Linked DNA regions of Zea mays: all the other regions are linked to region 2. Evidence: chromatin contacts called from public Hi-C data. All regions are on one chromosome and are shown on one strand. The core of a region is the stretch at or near the end of the contact, and the rest is flanking DNA. Distances in the headings are between cores, read along the strand shown.

Evidence for each region. A called contact is a pair of places that touch in the nucleus more often than the background predicts.
Region 1: a Hi-C map of ear shows a contact between it and region 2, with 2.5 times the contacts expected there. The contact joins the promoter of LOC100285248 here to the promoter of LOC103639563 in region 2. A contact is called at or near these places in 2 of 25 Hi-C or Micro-C datasets (ear and tassel).
Region 3: a Hi-C map of ear shows a contact between it and region 2, with 2.1 times the contacts expected there. The contact joins the promoter of LOC100275316 here to the promoter of LOC103639563 in region 2. A contact is called at or near these places in 3 of 25 Hi-C or Micro-C datasets (ear, leaf and tassel).

What each region holds. Positions count from the first base shown.
Region 1 is chr1:152,859,442-152,862,745 of Zm-B73-REFERENCE-NAM-5.0, forward strand. LOC100285248 reads right to left here and starts at 1,789. Exons shown (of 5, transcript NM_001158142.2): 1 at 1,437-1,789. The coding sequence starts at 1,649.
Region 2 is chr1:153,293,526-153,297,130 of Zm-B73-REFERENCE-NAM-5.0, forward strand. LOC103639563 (protein MODIFIER OF SNC1 1) reads left to right here and starts at 2,184. Exons shown (of 9, transcript XR_559530.3): 1 at 2,184-2,711.
Region 3 is chr1:153,703,854-153,707,302 of Zm-B73-REFERENCE-NAM-5.0, forward strand. LOC100275316 reads left to right here and starts at 2,096. Exons shown (of 4, transcript NM_001149422.2): 1 at 2,096-2,369; 2 at 2,770-2,822; 3 at 3,249-3,349. The coding sequence starts at 2,297.

The sequences.
Region 1 (3,304 bases), core at 539-3,038, 430 kb before region 2:
CAAGATTCTCTGGTTAGTTCATGGTGCCTGATGCTTTCGAATTCGAACTATAAGAGAAGCAGATTCAACATTATCTGGAACCAAAACTGCATTTTCATTTTATAGAAAAAAAATGAAGAAACTGAACGGAAAATCCTCTCGCCACAACAAACATTAAGGAAGAACAGTACCAACTTGAACTAAACAAAAAATAATCATCCCACGATGCTTTGAAATTCCAGCATAAAACAATAAAACTACAGCATCAAAATTGAATGTGCACACTTATCTTTACATTACGGTTTTTGAGAACAATAGAAAACAAGAGGAATGGTCATCCTTTTGTCTGTTGCCACAAGAAACATCAACATAAGATCATGCCACTATCCAACCAAACAAAGAGCTATTATTTTCCGTGTTCAATTCTCATTTGTAGATAGTGCAAATTATTTCTAAATTCAACAAAAAAATCACCTTACTATAATACTATCTGATTTGAACTCCAAAAACAGCACCACCCTTGCTAGTTCTAGAATGACATGTAGATTCTAACACCAAATAAAATCACAAGCCACTGGTGAATCAATCCTACAGCTAAACCAACAGACACATATGCTATCTCCCAATGCCAAGTTCACAAGACAGCACCACATAGCCAGAACTCAGTGACTGAATCATGATCTCATAGTTACACAGTGAGCCACAAATTGACACAATAACATTACCCTCGAATTAAACAGTAATCATAATTCAAATGATTAGCCCATTGCTCACATGGGCTTCTGTTGGGTTTCAATTCTAGGTAGCCCTAACTTGCTTGGGAGTAAAAGGCTTTGTTGTTGTTATTGTTGTAGACCATTGCCCACATAACTTAGCAAAAAGAAAGATCATTTACAAACTTATCCTCACTTGAATTCTGACAATTATGTATATGAACAACACAACAACTTATATATTACTTTGTTTTTAATATTGGAACTCTCCACAAAAAATAGAAATTTTGATTGTATGCAATAATTATTCCCACCATTTACCAGATGAATGCATCTTCACGAAAGTCCAATCTCTCCCAGTACAAATTCAGGATCGCAACACCAAAAATGGTGCTCAACTAGACCAATCCACTCGACGTTCTGAAAAACATTCCCATTAGGATGGTCACCATAACCCATGAAAAGAGCTTCGTCGATCTCCCAGAAGTAGCCCCTTCCAGATGAAATGAAAGAAACCAAACATAAAAACACCATTTTTTGAGAGCGTGTAGTTTTGGAGCGCAAAATTTCGCCACATCCCGATCTCCCCCAAAGTGCAACAAAGAGCGTCGTACGGACTCGCATTCACCCAAAAAAAGATTCCATCTTCCCACACCATTTTGCCCAAACCGCGCCACAAATAACTGGATTCATATTCCCAGATCAAGCCAAGAACGAGCTACAGGGCCGAAGAGATTTCGAGACCTCGTAGTTGAGGGAGAGACCCTCGCGGAGCGACGACTCCGCCTCCTGGATGTTGCCATCGTCGACCTTGGCCTCCGATGAGCCGGACGCCGAGGCACCTCCATCCGACTCCGGCAGTGCCGCCTTCCCCTTTATCGGGGACGCGGCGGCCGCCGGTGGCCAATCCCCGGTGGGGCTCGCCACGCTCCGGCTGTCCCACTCCGCCGCCGCCATCGCTGCCGCCGATACCGATACGTCACCGCTGCCGCCGCGGTAGCTCGAATCCTCCGGCAAGCATGATAGGACAATGTAGGGGAAAACGCCGTTGGGTACGACAGGGAGAAGGCGAGATCCAACTCTACTCTTGGGACCTTAGGCGCTTTGTTTTGTTTTTTGGTTTTGTTTCCCTCGTGAGGTGTTTGGTAGTGGCTGACCATGTCTTGAGGAAAACAACATTCTATTTGAGGTATTTCTATTGTGAATTTGGCAGTTTATTTATGTAAAATTTGACAGTTAAGGGGGTGTTTGGTTAGAGGGACTAAAGATTAGTCTCTAGTTTTTAGTCCCATTTAGTCTCTTTTTTTGTTAAACACTAGGACTAAAATATGGACTAAAATGATTTAGTCTTTAGTCCTTCACATATGTGCTAAAAGAGACTAAACCATATTAATTTCACATTTACCCCTCATTTAGTTCAAGTGTACTAATAGCAGGAGAATATTAAATGCCATTTTAGTCTTCTTATGAGTCATTTAGTATATTTTTACTATTTTTAGCTCTTAGAACTAAATATGTTAGGGACTAAACTTTAGTCCTCTAACTAAACTTTAGTCCCTAGACTAAAGAAACCAAACATGGCCTAAAGCTTGGCCAGGTTGCAAAAGACCGCCTACAAACCAGCAAGAGTTGCTAAAGTAAATAGAGAGTAAATTACGTTCGAGCATCTCTAAGATATAGCTAAATAGTTTGTCAAGCTAAATTTTAGCTATTTAATAGTAAAATAGGTCTTCAACAGACTAGTCATTTAACTTGTAGACCTATCTGGCTCACTAAATTAGCTTTCTCACTAGTCAAATTTAGCTAGCAACTCTGGCTAGTCAAGCTAACTTGTATGTTAGAGAATCCGTTCGAATGATAGATTTTAATCTTTATGAAAAGACAAATAAAAAGTCAAATAGAGAATAAAAAATAAAGAGACTCTTGGAGATGCTCTTATCGGTCATTAAACTTATATAGCTTATAGCATTGTATTATTTCGGTACCTAAACTTTTAAAGTGTATATCTAGATTTCTAAACTTATAAAGTTGTATCATCTCGTTTTCTAAACTCTCAACATACACATTCTAGTCCATATACTTCTAAGGTCGTATCATCTGGGTCTATAATTTTTTTTGATGTCATACATGTTCAGATAATTTGGACCATTGATGACACCAAAAACAAATTTAGAGACTCAAATGCACGGAGCGAAATGTGCATGTTAAGAGTTTAGAGACCGGAATGATACAACTTCATAAGGTTAGAATTTAGATATATACTTTGATAGTTTAAGGACCGGAATGATACATCACTATAAATTTAGGAACCGATAATGTACTTTACTCTAAAATAAATGTCTTTAACTTGCTGATTCTCTAGTTATAAAATTTTAGAGTTGGTTTGGCTCAATTATTACCCGTGAAAAAAACTAAGGTAAGTTGTCTCCTATTACGGCTAGTTTTTTAGCCCCTTCAACCCCCTCCGGTTTTGTGACTCTCAAACTAGCCCTTAGATGTGTACTGCTCACGATAAACATAATTCTAGACACCACAACCAAAAAAAGATAGTTTGGATACCTTTATTTTATATCACTGGAATCTACTTAATAGGATAGACTATTTGGTTTGGA
Region 2 (3,605 bases), core at 934-3,433:
AGTGCGTGTTCAAAGTTTATAATTTTCAGGTTTCGCCTATTCAACCCCTCTAGGCGACTTTCAGTAACCATCAAGCGAGCAGAGACGAAAGTGCGAAGGTAGGATACCTCCCCGCACACTGAGTGCGACACTTTCACTGCACAAATATCACCTTTGCATAGATTTCATATGACCTCGAGAACCGCCACTAAGAGCGCCCGCAGACAATAAACACAAGCATCACAAAATTGCCTCCAATAAGGTGAATGACATAGAAGGGCCATCAAGCCGAGGCTGGCAGAAAGCCAAGCAACGCTTTCGCCCATAACCAACGTGGTCGTCGCTGCACGGCCACCCGAACCTTTGGACACAAGTGTCGGCACAACGTTTTGGGTGGCCCGAGGGCAAGGAGTCGATGATATAGAGGCTAAAGAAGCACTCAATCATAGAGACCTTGCCGGAGGTCAAGGGAAAAAACTTCGATAGCAAAGACAGGGAACGGAGACGGAAAACAACAGTGGAGCACATGTGGCGAAGGTCCGTGGCCACTGGAAGGCGGTAGCGGGGGACTGAGCGGAGGAAAAGGTGTGGGGCGGAGGGGAGTAGTAGGGCCTAGACTCAACTATAGATCTGAACCAATGCGTTGAGGCCGACAACGTACATGACACACACGACGAACGTGGTCAGCAGTATGATCACCATCTCCACCACCCCGCTATGGCCGGGGCGAGTAGAGGGGCGCGCCGCGGCCCACGCGCTGCCAGGGTGAGGACCGCAACAACTACAGCCGATGGCCAAGGGTATACCGGAACTGCGACGGCATGCTAGATCCACCCTCGGGCGGCCCAGATCCATCTTAGGGGCGTCTGATCTTGCCGTCGGCGAGGCTCTAGCAACGGGGCGATTATCGACTAGAGCTTGAAGGTAAAGGGAGGTGGAGGGGAGAAGGGACATGAGTAGATATGTCAATGGGGACCCGATACTGGCTAACCCGTGGGGAATTCCCCTATTAGGGTACGAGTATGGGACAAAAAATGTCCCCATGGGTATGGATATGGGACAAAATCTCCACCCATTGGGTAAACGGGTATGGGTTTGGGAAGCAATAATCCGAACCTGATTACCCATGGATATTTCATATGTGTACACCTGTCCTGTTTGTATGAATGAGTTGAGGTCGAGCCGGCCACCAAACCCAGCACGGCAGCGCACCAAACACCAGGTCCTAGCCTAACAAGGCAACTAGCAGAATAGCAAAAAACGAAATCCTAAAATAACCAGCCATACACTACGCCGACTGCTAGGAGACTAGGACGACGGTAACGACCATGGATTCTCAGACGCCAACGAACTCGGATGGTGACCAAGGAAGGTAAGGAGACTCTATTTCTCCATTTCTTCTATTGGTCCTGAAGTACAGTTTTTTTATGGATGGATGAATGGATCATGGTTCATGGATGAGTGCTTGCCGATGTGGTGATGTATGAAATCTGGATAGTTTGTACTAGCTGTTAGTACCTAGTTATCCTTTAATTGGGGATGTGGACCCATTGGGGACCCGAAACCCGAATGGAGATGAGTTTTGCACCCATGATGGGTATGATGATGTGTATGGGGATGGATCAGATATGATGGGATGAGTCTGGGATGCTATAACCCTGTGGGGAATACCCCATTGACATCTCTAGACATGAGAGGCTGAATTGAGCCCCGCTGCCGCCTTCCTAGCATCGACACGGGTCTCCCAGCCGTGTGCTCAGACGACGACGAAGTGGTGGAGAAGGGCGACGATTACGGGCGACACGACATGAGTTTCCGCCCGTATCGCCCCTGAAGGACAACGCAAGTGACCTTTTTCAAAATACCATGATTTTGAAAATTTTTAGAATCACAACCAAATACCAACCAAACACTTTATGATATAAAATACTATTACTAACCATAGTACCTAAAAATAAAAAAATATTTTACTTCCACATAGACCCTCAAGCAGTCAAGCCCTCAATTCACCTGTCTAGTGTCCAAGGTTTACAAAACCGATAAAAACCGACGGAGTGCGGTTTTTGTTAACCACCGGTTTTTTTTTCAAATTCGTTCTAAATTCAAAAAATTTGAAAAAAATCATCTACGGGTACCCACCGCCAGTCTCTACCATCTACGAATCTCCCTCCGCTCCTGTTCCGCCACCGCCAGTGCAGGAGAGCGCACGGGCTCCCGTCCCCGCGTCCATTCACGCCATGCCACGCGTCCGTCCTCTCTGACCCTTTTTATTATTTTCGCTCTCACGAACCCCTCTGGCCTCTGGCCCTCTCCAACCTTCTCTCTTCCCCGTTCCCCCGTCGCCTCGGCATTCCGCCGCCGACTCCGACGAGGGGGCCCCACCTGTCATCCTCCTCCCCCGCCGCCGTTCGCCGGACGGCAGCGCGACGAGGAGCCGTTTACCCCTTCCTGCCCCGCGGCATCCGCGTTCGCGTTGTGCGCCGCTGATCCGAGCGGACCGCTTCCCGCGCTGATCGCTTTCTCCGTTCGACCCCTAGGGTTTCGGCGTTCCCCTGTCTCCCCGCGCCCCCTTGGAGGCAGCACCAGAGATCTCGATCTTCCGCGGCCTCGGTCGCGCTACGCAGTTGACCCCGCTCGATTTATCACCGGGGAATTAGAGAGGCGTTTTCCGGGGGAGTTTCTTCGCGGGGAAGAGGGGCCATGGCCTCGAGTCTGCTCACCACGGACAGGAGGTTCGTGGTCTCCATCCCACGCTCCCACACGTTACAATTATTTTCTTAAATTTTCCATTCGCAATTCTGGTTTGATCGTGTAGTGCCTGTGCATTGATACCTGTGTTTTTTTCTTTAAAAAACTAGAAAATTAGTATCTATTTGGTGTAGTGAGGTTGTGGGAGCAGCAGCCTCTGTCAATTTATTTTGGAGGTATAGATGCTAATTGGATATTTGCCATTACAACAAAAGGGGTTCACAAAATTGTCATCAGGACCACATTCTATAGACTCAGCTAGACCCACAATTCATAGATACAGTTGCATTTATAACAAGGAGTCAATGTTTTAAGTGCCAAAATACCCATTATTCCAGCTTTTGGATGGTGGGGTTTGATATTGAGCTGCTGATTGGCCAATCGGCTTAATGGAGCTACAAAGTCCAGCTGGCGTGGCACTTGTGTCATCATGCTGGAACCAAAGTGTTTTATTGGTGACAATTATATGAAGATTTTGTCAGTTTGGCCATTGGATTTGTCCGGTAATCCAACTTGTGTGGACAGAGGTCGATGAAGGATGTAGTGATTTTATGCTCTTGCTGTGAGTTCGTTCTGAAATTCTGGATTTATGCTTATGGTTTTGTGCACATGGTCCTCCTGTCTTGATAGCTTGCTTACCCTTTTCCATCTTTCAATCAAGCCTTCTGTTTTTTTGCTTAACTTTTTTTGGGATCTATTTGTGGTTTTATGGTGTGCTTAGTAAAAAGCTGTGATGCTCTATTTGTACTAATCTCTTATCACAAATATAAGTTATTGTAGGTTTGTCATGTTAAACTTTATTCTTATCTTGACCATTGGTGTCAACATTTTGAACACAAGATTGAAACTAGTAGATTCATTGTGAAAACTACTCCCTC
Region 3 (3,449 bases), core at 846-3,345, 410 kb after region 2:
ACTTTGGTACAGTGTTGTTGACTGTCCGAGCTTTAGACTCTTCACGTGCATCACATTGTTGTTGTATCTGGCGGTGCCCTTTTGGCTGCTGGTTGTGAGACGAGGTTGGAGCCATGAGTGGTGGTGGTGGTAGGGGGCCTGTGCAGCTTGTGAGTGACTTGCCGAAGCAACTGATATTGTGGGTTGTTGGTTGCCCACATACTCGGGGATGTATGGGGAATAACACGAAGCAGTATGCAGGACCTGCTTCGGCTGATTATGTCGTGCTTCGGCTTCAGCTATTTCCTTTTGCTTCTGAATCGTGACTTGGCATGTCCTTGTTGTATGCCCCTTATCTTCCCCACAGAATAGGCAAAACAACCTTCTTGGTTGGGAGTTGAATCTTCCAGCAAAGCTTCTACCTCCTCTACCTCTTGGAGCTGGTGGCCTGAAAGAGCTTTGTTGTGTCCCTGAAGATTGGGAGCTGTGCTGATGCCATTGAGTTTGATTTCCTCTGTCGTCACTGAAGAATATCACGTTTGAGCCACACTCCTGACTGCCATGACGAAGGACTTCGCCATGACAACATTGTTGCCATCATATGATGATATGGTCGCCTCATAGCTCATAAGGAACTGCTTCAGGTCGAAATGCCCGTCATACATGGGGAGTTGTGGTGGTTTGTACGATGGTGGCCATTGGGTAGCCTGCAACTCTTCTGCTAGAGGAGAAGCATCATCAAAAGCAAAGTTAGCATGATGGAAATCATCATACCATACATCATCATAGCTTGGGCTTTCTTAACAAAGCTCTCTCTGTTGTGGCCTTCGTCCTTGCTCGTCTTGCGTGATATGGCGCATCTCTTCGGCAGCTTCATCAATCTTCTTCTGAAGTTCAGCTAGCTGAAGCATTTTCTCTCTCTTTCTCTCCACTTGTTGGTGGATGGCCTCTAGGTCTCTGATCTCTTGGTCTAGCTCATCTTCTTATGGTGTTGGGCTGATGGCCTTCTTTTCTGGTTTCGGGCTTCTCTCAGAGGGAGCCCTTCTTGGTTGATGTCCAGCGGTGCGAGGGCAGCCCCTGGCGCTATTGCCTTCTTCGGTAGCATGACGAAGGTGGTTGCTCGAGCTGTTGCCGAACGTGGTCGTTTGAGTTCACCTGAGGTGGGCGCCAATGTTGATCACTTGTTCTCAAATGTTGCGATTAAAGAACAAGGCAACACAATAGTTAAAGATTAAGGACCTTCGTCCTTTAAAGTATTATCTCCTTTCGGATATAATGATCTTCGGACGAAGGTCATGAAGGATACACCCTCATGATTTGTGAGAATAGAAATTCATAGAGACACTATATAAAATTAATTCATTCATATATACATTTCATGATATACACATGAACATTAACATAATTAATATTACATGGATACCTTCGGCTTGTTTGAAGGCGTTGACGCGAGAGCAATTATAATCCAGCGTGAAGGGATATTGTTCACCTATTTATGGACACGGGACACATCCCGAGTAAAAATACATTTGTGACCTTAACATGTACTCATAATTGTGACATAAATCATTAGGGACTAACTAGTCTTTTCCTCTTCGGTTAGGCATCATGTTTGATCTTCGTCGCCACTTTAAGCCGAAGTTGTTGCTCTTCGGCTATAGCTTCGGTATTCATCGTCGTCATTTTCAGGCAAAGCCTTCGTCTTAAGAGCTTTCGGCGAGAAGAAGACCCCCCAACATCGATTACAAACGATGTCTTCGTCTTGAAGACCTTCGGCGGAGAAGAAGATCATCAACAGTAACCAAATGGTTTATTGTATTTTAAGTTGAACTTATTTTTTACATGTTTGTTTGACTTTTTTTTGATTGACACTTTAGTATTTTAGGCTTTTAAATAGTTATGAATAATCTGACAGGTAAAATTATTTATATTGGTACGGATATATATAAGATTTTATATCTGCGACCTTATAGATAGTAGAATTTTTTTACGTTTATCGGTTGCCACACTTGAGTTGAGGTCATCGGCCTAGCTTGGTGGGGCTTTGGGGAAAAGTCTTTTCTACCCCTACCTTTTTAACCATGAACTTGGGTCCATCTTTCTTCCCCGCACCTCCTCTCGTCTCGCGTCCACCGCCCGCGCCTAGCCCTCTCCTCGCGTGCCTCTCGCCTCCGGCGCCCCAGGCCGTGCTTGCCTGCCGCGCCCACCGCCGGTCCGCGCTCGCGCCTACACGGAGCATCAGGAGTTCAGGCGCGGCGAACAGGGGGAAGAAGCAGCCAACCTCGCTCGCTACTCGCTAGCCTAGTCGGCGGTCGCCATGGGGATCGGCTACGTAGTGGGCGTTCTCGGCGGCGCCATCCTCGCCCACGCCGCCTACGCCACCATCCAGTGTACGCTCCATCCTTCTCCCATCCCATCCCCTCGCCGCGCTCCCACCAAAATTTGCCGTGGATCTCCGTTTTCCTAAGGCACCTTTGATTTTCCATCTGATTCTGGATTGCGGTCAGTGGTGGACTCTCGGTTCTTCACTTCTTTGGCACCCGCAGCGCTCTCAGATCGAGCGCGTCGTTGAGGCCTTAGTGAATTGGGGCGGGGTTTAGATCTAGTTCACGAGCTTCTGTGTTCCTGGTGCTCTCGCACCCGGCGAGAGCTGTGTGGTTGGCTCAGCAGTGCACCAGTAGGATTGATCTGCGTTTCAGCGCCGGCGAGATTCCTGGACAATTTGCTCGAACTAGATGCTGCTGTTGGCTGGCTAGTTTTGACGGATTGATGTTTTATGTGTTATTACAGACCGGGCGGTGCTCAAGATCACGGAGGAGGAGTTCTCGCGGCCGCCCATGGATGTATGTATTCTCAACACAGTTACACAGGGAATCTTTTTATTCTAGTTTCCCTATTTGCAATATACTGGAATATTTGTGTGTATAGAATTCTATCTCTAGCTACCTAGGCAGCTCGGGCTGGTAACTTTTTAGAAGGTTGAGTTTTGATACTGTAGCGTAAGTGTGAACCATGAATTATGCAGTTATGTGATTGAGAAGCTTGTCGTTAGCTACAGTATGTCCAAACAATTATGCTGTGTAACTAAAACAGAACATGTGGCATTCTGATATGTATGAGGTTGTGAGGTGCTTATGTATCATGTATGTGCTACATATCCTTCTGTACTGTCTTTTGTGCAAACCATTTTGTTTTAGTTTGCTGTTTTGCTTTTATCAACCAAACATGGGAGTGTTTGCTTCCCTTATGGTATACTTCTAATCGTGTAGGTGATGATGGAGTTGCTCCTAGGGTTGGCTTTGTGCATGTGGGCAGGTCTTGCTGTTCCAGCGAAATTTCTCTCAGTGCTCCCACATTCTGAGGAGAATAGGTGAGTCTATCCTGTTCTCTGTAATTTTTGTAGGTGATAGTTAGAAAGCCAGGAATGAGCCAACTGGTTAGGTGGGATGTGTGGTCTTGCACCCATCCAC